Linked DNA regions of Cricetulus griseus: region 2 is linked to region 1. Evidence: chromatin contacts called from public Hi-C data. All regions are on one chromosome and are shown on one strand. Each heading gives the region's core, a stretch centred on a gene start, on an enhancer-like site or on the middle of the called end of the contact. The rest is flanking DNA. Distances are from core to core; before and after follow the strand shown.

Region 1 (4,737 bases), core at 1,739-4,238:
GCAAAACACAAGATGGATTTTAAAAAATGTGTTTTGGCACATATTTCACAATGACATGTTATATCTGGTAAAACATACTATTGCCAATTAAAAATTATAATACAAAATAAAATATTTTTATAAACAATTTTTATTTTCACGAGATCCTGTAGATACACAAGGCCAAATAAAGCTTGCCTTTTGATATTAACTTCACTTGTGTGGTTTTTTTTTTAAACAAAACACAACAAAATCAAACATTTTTCATGTGGCTCCAGAAAAATCTTAAATTACATCTGTAGCTTGCATATGTTTCCATGGGGCAATGATTTCTATAGTCTTTCTATCACTGTAGAAAGTCTGTGAAAAAATGTATTTATGGAAATCAGAAGCCAAATACCAAAGCTTTGCAATATCACAACTAAACTGTTACTCTGACTAAATTTCTAATCACCATTGTTTCTACTACAAGGTATTTTGGTGTATTTGGTGATAGACCATATGAGTGAGCTTTATGGACACTGGAAGATGATACAACCTAGTCACATTCTAGCGGACATGCAGGGAGGTCGAAGGAACACTAACACTCTCCTCTATGGCTTTAAATCAGCCACACATCCACAAGAGGATCTGCTGCATCCAATTTTGGTTACAATGGGTTTGCATTTCTACCTGTCATTTTCCATTCCTCTGTCATATCTTTCCATGACTATGCAACAGTGAATTGTCTTTGGTTGTGCATGTGGAGAAATGAACTGCTAGACAAAGGCAATTCTGAGAACTCAAATGTAGAGAGAGTCACTGAGGTCCAAGCTGCAGTGAGACTGGTGCAGTTCTGGATGACTAAGGGTTTGTTCTGCAGATAGGGTTCTTGAAGACGGAATAGCATTTCAGGTGTCCAGGAAAGACTGACAGTCAAGGGGACTCAGTTGAGATGAAGAGAATCAATCACCCACTCAGCAGAGCCAGATTTCAGCCAAACCACCCCATCCTTTATCAAGCCAGAAAAGAAAGCTCCACTGTGGTTTCTATGACAGGTAGCTGCAGGTTTTCCATCTCTAACAGGCAAGCACAGCTCAGCACCTGGTCTAACCTCTGCAAACCAAGCACACAGAAGGATCTCTGAAATGGAGTCTCTGGAGTGATCAGGGTCCTCAAATGAACCCAGCTGAGGGTGAGATGGGACTTAGGGTCTTACACATGCTAGGTAAGTCTAAATGTGCCATACTTTCTGTGGTTCTCAGCTGGTTTGTGATGGGTTCTGGGATGTCCAAAAGGCTTGGGAGGCAAAGGTGAGCAGGGTCGTGATCCAAACACATTTTCCTCCTGCTTAATTAAGATTAACTTTCACCTTGTCCCTTACACTTAGTATTGGGGGACTCTACATACAAGTTCTGGCAGGCGAGGAGGGTAGGCCAGCCAAGGAAGCTCAAAGGCATTCCTATACACGTGGGTGGTGTGTGCTGGTCACCTTCTGGCATCATTCTTCACTATGTGAGTGAAGAACTTCCTCTTAGGAGATGAGTCATAATGACAAAAGAACAGGAAAAACTTCTGATGGAACTGAAATTGTGGATGGAAGTTTAAATTCTGGAATTATATTGGAACCACAGCTATACCTTTCTTTTATACCATTTCTATGTGTGCACACAGGTTTGTGTGTGTGTGTGTGTGTGTGTGTGTGTGTGTGTGTGTGTGTGTGTGTGGTGAAATTGGAGATCAGGGGACAGCCAGTCTTGGATGTTGTTCCTTAGGTGCCTTTCCTTTTTTTTGTTTCAAGGCAGGATCTCTCATTGGTCTTGAACTTTTTCAAATAGGATGCTATCTGGCCATGAACTCCAGGGACCTACCTGTCTATGCCTCCCATCTTGCCATCCCTGGAATTATAAGTGTATAAAGTGCACCCAGCTTTTTATCTGGGTTCTGGGGATTGAACCAATACTTGTGAGGCAAGTGCTTTATCAACCAAGCCTTCTCCCAAGCTCCCCAACCCAGCCCCTTCACACACACTTACACTTCACACACACACACACACACACACACACACACACACACACACACACTCACACCATTTCTACTTTGATTTTTATCTCCGATAAAAGTGAAGACAGATCACTCACTCAGCCTGTGTGAGCTCTGTGACCAGTGGGTAAGGTGGGTCTACCCAGCCTGGAAAGATAGCTCAGAAGCACAGGTGGTATGAGGGAAAACCTTGGAGGCTGGCAGTCAAAGGTTTTGTGTCAGACGCATGCTGCTGCATCAGAACAGGTGATAGAGAGTTGAGGGAAAAGCAGATACAACCTGATGTTCCTAGAATGTGAAGGTAAAGCCTGCTGACTTGATCTGAAGCAGGTAACTTAGATCAATTTGATGGTAGAGTAGCTGGATGGTGAGCATCATCCATGATGTCTACTCATGAAAGAATGAGGTCCTAAGCAGATGGCAGATGTTATGGAAGAAGGTTATAGACTTGGGGGACCTGTAAAAGATTTGTCAGTACTGGGTCCCTGAATTGGGTAGGGGAGCTTGGAGGAAGCTGTGAGATTCGGAAAAAGAAGGGATCATGATGACTAAGCATCCACATTCCTAAATCAGATCCACCTGGAATGTCTTCAGCCTGGGAGACTTTCTTGCATAACTCTGTCATCTAATATACACTCTTCCATCCAATTCTCCCTTCAAATCTGGTTGTAGCCAGTGTACAGACCTATTACCTAGCTACAGATACCTGGTTACTCTATCTAGGGCTCCATGTCTCTCCAAATCCCCATGTTTACACAATGACCTTATAGAGCAGGAAGACAGCGGCTGTCACAGGTGGCTAAGGAAAATTAATCATGGTGCTGTGAACAACTGGAAAACATGCGTGTCCAGCACAGGATTTATGTGGCTTTCAGGATGTGACCCTACAGGAACAATGACCACAGTTATTCCAGGATCGTCATACCATCTGGGCCTTTTCCACATGCCTTGTGTTCTCTAACCTAAGTTGCTCCCCCAAGCCAGGACACATGAGAAACCACAAATCAAAGCTTGACACTTGTGGTTGGTAGCTCTGGTTAGAGCACACACTGGGTAGGGAGAGCTGTGATGAAGATGAGGTGGCTGAGTTCTTTCAATGAGCTCTGCACGAAACCACAGAGCATTAATAGCCATGAAGGATGATAAGCCTAATGGGAATTCAGATCAGAACCAAGAACCCTCCTCCTTTACGATGTCTGTGGAGAAGTGCTTTACCACTGCATAAGCGTCATTTGAAACTTAGCTCCACTCCTACCTTCCAGTCTCAGCTGTAAAGTGAATGTCCACTTCCTTAATAGAGATTTCTCTGGAACCACAGGGTAGGTTGCCTATTCTCAGAGGCCCCATTACTTCTTATCCCAGGGACTGTCCTCTTCATGACTGATAATACTGTGTGCTGATTTTGGTAGTTACCCTTCTTTGCCACCAGACTAACAGTTCCATGAGGTCAGGAGTGGCTTTTGGTTTTTCTCCAGCTGGCCTGGGTTAGAGCTTGGTGGAGTCACAGGTGCTTAAAAGACATGGCTCTCAATAAACATGAGGCATAATGGATGAGCCCACGAGTCCTAGGATGTGCAGAAGGGCATATCGTATGGGCCACTGGATTTCAGCTTGTTATTAATAAATGTTCAAATCGTATTACTTTATCCTTGTGGATAACTCTATGCCTAATGATGGTGAAGAACACAGATCAACAATGTGTGTCAACATACGGGATGGGAAAAAAAAAAACCCTAATAAAAGTGACTGCCATTTACATGAACATCTAACTTCAAGTATATAATTTAAGCTCTGTCAAAACTATAGATAATAATAAATGGTTCAGACATCTTTGCCAGAATATCCCAATGGGTCTGACCCTGGAGAGGTCAAGAAACAGGACTCATGATTGCTTAACTAGCTTCCATCTCTTCCCTGGTGATTCCTTCATATAACATCAGACAGTATTACAAGTCAATTACTGTGCCTGCTGGTCTACTGAAAATTAAAAATGAAAACCACCACTTTCCCAGGGCTGGGAACAAGCAAACAAACAACTGACCAAAACCAACTTTCAGATGGACAGTTCATTGGTTTCAACAGGACATCTCCTCAGAAATTTTCAAACACAGTTTTGACCTCACTCTATTTTCTTCTTTCGCCTTGACTTTGAAGTCTAACTACTATGTAAGCTATGATTCCACAGGGCTCGCTGTACATCCTAAGGTGGTAATTAAGGACTAGCCAATATTTAGGCTAAGTTAGGCAATGCTTTGGGATGAAGCAGGGCTTGAGATGTTGTCTTTGCAAGCATATCTCAGTGTAAGACACAATCTAGGGCCCTGGGGTTCAGCTCCAGGTCCCCAAGAGACCAAAGGACTCTCACCTCCTCCCATCTGTCTCATGTGGGGAGAAGTTACACAGGTCTGATGAAAGCTGAGTAAACTTATTGAGAATTGAGATTGCTTATGAGGACACAGCTTAACTATCTGCACTGAACGGAGGTCATTTGTGTCAATACAACTTAATTCTTCTTTCTTCTTGCCCACATAGTCAAGGCTATAAACCAATAAATAGCTTTTCTATTTACTGCAGGAAATCCCGACAATTTGTTCACTTGGGAAAACAGCTTGCTTTTCAATGATTTACTCAACAAGACTTCCCTCAGGAACGTCTGTCCATCAGCCCAGAGATGCTACCTACCAAGCTTTGCTAAAATCCTGTCATGTTATGTCTTGAAAGTGGTGGCTTAAAGGA
Region 2 (5,360 bases), core at 1,404-3,903, 86 kb after region 1:
GATGGGGTAAATGGCTATGGAGGAATATTTTGATTGCATTAATTGAGGTGAAAAGATCCACCCACTATGGGTGTCACCCTTTCTTGGCTGGGATACTAGACTGTAATGGAGAATCCACTCTTTTCTCTCTGCCTTCTGATGGTGGATGTGCCATGACAAATTACTTCAAGTTCTGCTGCCTTGACTTCACACCATGATGGACTACACCCTTGAACTGTGAGTCAGAGGAAACCCTTATTCCCTGAAGTTGCTTTTTTTCAGGCATTTTATCACAGCAACAGGAAGAGAAATGAAAACACTCTAACTCCATAGCATTGGACTCCATACTACGAAGAGTGAAATCTTACTCTAATACTCAATATGAAGTTACTTCTCTTTATTATGGCCTAAGCTATTGGATATGTTTTGTTTCTGGGAGCAACACAATGCTGGCCTTCATCAGAAACCCTTGAGAGCAGAGTGGGTCTTAATTCCTATAACTCTGTTTTTAAAAATTGGTGATTATTTTCCATGAGATTTCATGAATCCCTTATAATTTTCTCTCTTGCTTCAGACAACTAAAGTAAAATTTCCCTTTCAGTTTTAATACTAACTTAAAAAACAAAACATCCCATGGAGACCTAGTGTGCACTGGTGGCAAACAGCAGCCTTGTTGGGCACGTATACAGCCTGTTCTCCTAAGGGACCTTCAAGACAATTTCCTAGCAGCTCCTCATACCCCTAATCTCAATGCTGCCCCCAGACTAGACTCTAGATAGGCATGTATAGTGCCTTTGGGAAGCCCTAGCACACAGTGACCAGGGTTCGAACCCACTAGGTCATCAGGTCCATCTGATACACCAAGCTGCAGAATAAAGAACATGTGATTAAGGTCCTGCCTAGAACCGAGTTCAATTCCCCTTGCCACCAGGAAGGAGCTCCACATCTCAAAGAAGTGGGGCTTCACCAAGTTTAATGCAGATGAATTTGAAGACAGAGTAGCTAAGAAGTGGCTCATTCCTGATAGCTATGGAGTCAAAAGATGTTCTCAATTGTGGTCCTCCCCTCCCCGGGCAATTGGTGGGCTCTGCCTTCCTGGGGGCTTCCACTATATTCTCCTATATGCCACCAAATTATGTTCACAGATATAATCACACATGAATCTCACATCCAGTCTGGGAAAAACAAAACCATACGTCAGTGCAATGTACTATGAACCCAGCATCTTTTCAGCTTTGTTCCATCAGTGGGCAAAGTAGATAGTTCTAACAAACAATCTACTCCACAGCTCTTGCCAAAAGCAATGGAGAGTTACAGCCTCACAGCTACAAAACAGAAAGACAAAAGGAAAAGGAAGGCATCTAAAAATATCTCAATTCTGCTCGATGGGAAAGGTTAATTTATGAGATGAGTCTAAGAGGGACATAATTCTTCTCAAAAACACGTTCCCTACTCTCTCAGCTTCTTCGAAAAGTGTCCAAAACAACAACAACTAACATAAAATGTTGTTAAGCAAGCTGCTGTTTTTCTCTGGAACTCACTGTTATTACTTAAGAATATATTCATCCTAATTATTCATTGTTGTGTAATAAGACCATAAGACTCGGTGGCTTCAAACAATACTCATTTTCTTATTGCCATGGTTTCCGGGGGTCTGGAATTCCAGAAGAATTTGGCAGAGCAGTTCTGGCTGAGAGTATCACATGAGGTTGTGGCCAGATGGTAGATGGAGCTGGGATGTGAGGCTGGGGGATGGGAGGAGGTGTGGTCAGGCAGCTGGCCTGTAGGAGTAGGTCATGTCTCCCTGTGGTTCAGGGCTTTGTCATTGGTCTCTCTGGCTAATTTAGGCTTCCTTATAGCATGTAGTCTCAGAACAGTCTATCTGCTTAGCTGATGCAGCTCACAGATCTAGGAAAGCAAAATGGACACCCTGTTATCTTTTCCTTTCCAATTTATCCTCAGAAAGAATGTGGCAAAATTTCTGCCCCATTCTAGTAGGTACAAGTGAGACACGAAGCCACACACAGGTTTGAGGAGAATGGAAAAGACTTTTCATCTTGATGGTACAGTGTCCAAGAGAACACAGAGGCTGAATGAGTGCTGCTGTTTCTTAACTTTGTTGGAAGAATACTACCTTCCTCATAGTCTAAAGTTAACAACGATCACAAAGCAACACATGCAAAAACACTATAAGCATTCTCATTTTTCTTTTCCTTTTAAATCTATTATATTATGATTATTATCATCATCACCATCGTTATTTATGGGAATGAGTGTTTTGCCTGCATGTATGTCTGTGTACTATGTGCATGAAGAGGACCTTGTGGACTGCTCTTTGGGTTCTGGGAATCAAACCTGGATCCTCTAGAAGAGCATTTAATCACTGAGTCATCTCTCCACCCTCACTTTAAAAAAAAAAAAAAAAAGATTGATTGACTGATTGTGTGTGTGTGTGTGTGTGTGTGTGTGTGAGTACATGCCTAAGATGCTATGAGAACATTTGTGATATTTATGATGGGAAATGCTTTGACTCTCAAACTCCTTTTTCTTCAGGCTGTAGCTCTGCTTGAATCCTCTCTATTTTCTGGGTTTGCACCCTGTGTCCTTTTCTAGACCAGTAGTTAGAGCGAGTGCAAGCAAGGGCAGTACTTGGGTGGCTGAGTGGGTTTCCTGATTCAAATACGACCTCTAGTGTTAAAATCATGTCATTTCTTTATTGGCTGGGTCTGCTCTCAGGGTTGGCCTCTGCTATGATTGATTGCCTTTGCTTTCTGTAAGATCCTCAATTTTATTTCTTTTGTTGACTTTCTCAACATCATGAAGTCTCCAGAGGCACCCTCCATCTCTCCCAGAGACCCCTTCCTCAAGACCACTGTGTTTACCTCTTGCAGGGAACCTGAAGTTTGTAGAATTCTGTTTCTTAGCAATCTCAGGCATGATTACTGCATTTGTTCTCTTTCTAGAATAGGGTAATTCTTAAAATAAGTTTTAAGAAGAGATCTGGATCTAGGCAAAGGCCATACTTCTATTGCAACTCAGAGTTTTGTATATAATAATAATAATAACAATAATAACAATAATAATAATAATAATAATAATAATAATAATAATAAAAACCTATTTACTGCATTTAAGAATATCATTTCCCCAAACCTACTTGCTTTTCTTTTTTCTTTTCGTTTTTTTTCTTTTTTCTTTTTTTTTATCATGGACAGTGGTGTTGCATGCTTTCATGATTTTTTTTTTACTTTATTTATTCATTTTTTGAGTTTTTGCCGTTTTTTATTTGAATTACAAACAAGATTGAATTACATGACTATCCCAGTTCCCTTCTACCTCCCTTCCTCCCCTACCACCCCCCAACTAAAACCCTACCTATCACATATCCTTTCTTCTAATCTATACCTGACTCAACCTTTCTGCTCCCTCATGACCTCTTCATCCTTCCTCCTCTTCCCTTCTCATTCTCGTAGCTCCCCTCCCCCTCTTCCCATGCTCTCAATTTGTTCAGGGGATCGTGACCCTTTCCCCTTCCTACTTGCTTTTCATACACAGGCATGTCTTAGTTCAGTATCCATAGAAGGGCAGGTTCCAGGACCTCACAAGTTACCAAACTCACATTTTCAAGACTCTTCCATAAATGGTACCCAGCATATAATCTGTGCACATCCTCCTGCATAAGATACATCACCTCTAGATGGCATAACCAATTCAAATACAACAACAACAACAACAACAACAACAACAACAACCAGTTGCTATTTGTGAGATAATGAGGTGTTTGTGCACATTAAATAAATACAGACCTATTTTCCTCAAATATTAAATTTTTTTTGTTTCTTTTCAAGACAGGGTTTCTCTGTATTTCATTGGAGCCTGTCCTGGAACTCGCTCTGTAGATCAGGCTGGCCTCCAACTCACAAGGATCCACCTGCCTCTACCTCCCAAGTGCTGAGATTAAAGGTGTGCAACCACCAATGCCTGGCTAATTTTTTTATTATTTTATGTATGCTTGTATGTCTGTGCAAACCCTACGGAGGCCAGAAGAAGGTGTTAGATCTCCTAGAACTGGAGTTACAGATTGCTGTAAACTGCCATGTGGATACTGAGAATCAAATCCCAGCCCTCTTTGAGAGCAGCTAGTGCTCTTAACTACTGAGCTATGTCTCTACCATCAAATGTTTTCTATCTGGAGTTATTCAAATTCTTGGATCCAAGCAAAACCAGCCAGTATGGAGAGTCAACTGTGCAAGAATATATATAATGTTCTAAATAAGTAGCTTTTTATAATAACACCCATTCATGTGTATAAATTGTTTAAATTCCATTCTGACCACTGAACCATATTGAAAACCCAAATCCATTTATCTCATCAGCCATTGGCAAGACAGAGAACCCTCTTGTCCCAAACATGGCATGCTCTTGGTGGCATCTTATTTCTGGAATGAAATCAAAGGTTGCAGGAGTCACCAGGAGCACCACATCTGGCTTTCAAACTCTCTTTGGATAAGGAGACATTTGTAGACTTTGAGCATGGCTGTCTAGGGTCATATGGTTCAGACACAGGATAGCATGTCACTGTATTAACCTGGAGCCTCGACCCTGGAGAAAACGATGTAGATTCGACTGGGCTTTAGCTCTAGCACCAACCCACCTGACTCCACTTCACACCACCAGCATCTGCACTGTTTGGCTCGAGAGCATCTCTGGCTCTTCCAGTAGACCTGAAGAACCGGTCCCCAATAGCCTTCATCCTAAGACTGAGGGGGATGGCCAATGAAGACCTCAAATGAGAATGTGGTTCATGTGATGCTCAATATACTTCATGCCACAGCTTCCCTCCCTTCTCACATATGTATCCCCTAAGGGTTTCTGGAGAACATTCCAAGTAAACTACTTCTGACCATCCCAAGTAAACTACTTCCAACCATCCTTGTTTAGGTTTGCTTCTAGAGCGAACTCGGATGAAGACAGCTGACAGCTCTCCATTTGGGCCCTTGCCTCTAGCCGCCCAGAACCTTACTTGGACTGGAATCCTTAAGGTCAGAGACAGAAAGACAGACACCAGACTGAGAGCCCATCCAAACAACGCAAGAACAAAATGAGTGTGAAGCCCAAAAACCTGGGGGCTCAGGGAAGGCCTGGTGGAGAACCTCTGCATGCAATCATCAGGACTGAAAGCTACTCAGGTGGGGGTGAGGAAAGTGACTCTGCAGTCTGTGACAGGCGCTTGAGTATGGTGTCTTCTTTGGAAATGCATATTGAATGAATTGAAAGGTGACGGATTTAGTTTGAGAAAAATCACATTATTGGAAACCCTGCTAAATATGGAAGATGTTTGTCAGTTACAACTCTAATGCCATTTGTTGTGTTCTGATGTG

Evidence for each region. Hi-C and Micro-C count contacts between places; a contact is called where the count stands out from the background.
Region 2: a Hi-C map of the CHO-K1 cell line shows a contact between it and region 1, with 5 times the contacts expected there. The contact joins two enhancer-like sites. A contact is called at or near these places in 6 of 8 Hi-C or Micro-C datasets (the CHK-Q cell line, the CHL-YN cell line, the CHO-K1 cell line and 2 more).

The regions. Positions count from the first base shown.
Region 1 is chr6:33,220,858-33,225,594 of CriGri-PICRH-1.0, forward strand. All of the region lies in intron 3 of Rin2 (ras and Rab interactor 2), which reads right to left. Among named protein-coding and RNA genes, the nearest start is that of Naa20, 110 kb to the left of the region's middle. Within about 2 kb of position 2,989, at least 2 of the 6 cell types and tissues checked have open chromatin away from gene starts, as enhancers often do. A contact at or near this core is called in the CHO-K1 cell line, where this site is marked.
Region 2 is chr6:33,307,123-33,312,482 of CriGri-PICRH-1.0, forward strand. The region is part of intron 1 of Rin2 (ras and Rab interactor 2); the gene reads right to left. Among named protein-coding and RNA genes, the nearest start is that of Rin2, 28 kb to the right of the region's middle. Within about 2 kb of position 2,654, at least 2 of the 6 cell types and tissues checked have open chromatin away from gene starts, as enhancers often do. A contact at or near this core is called in the CHO-K1 cell line, where this site is marked.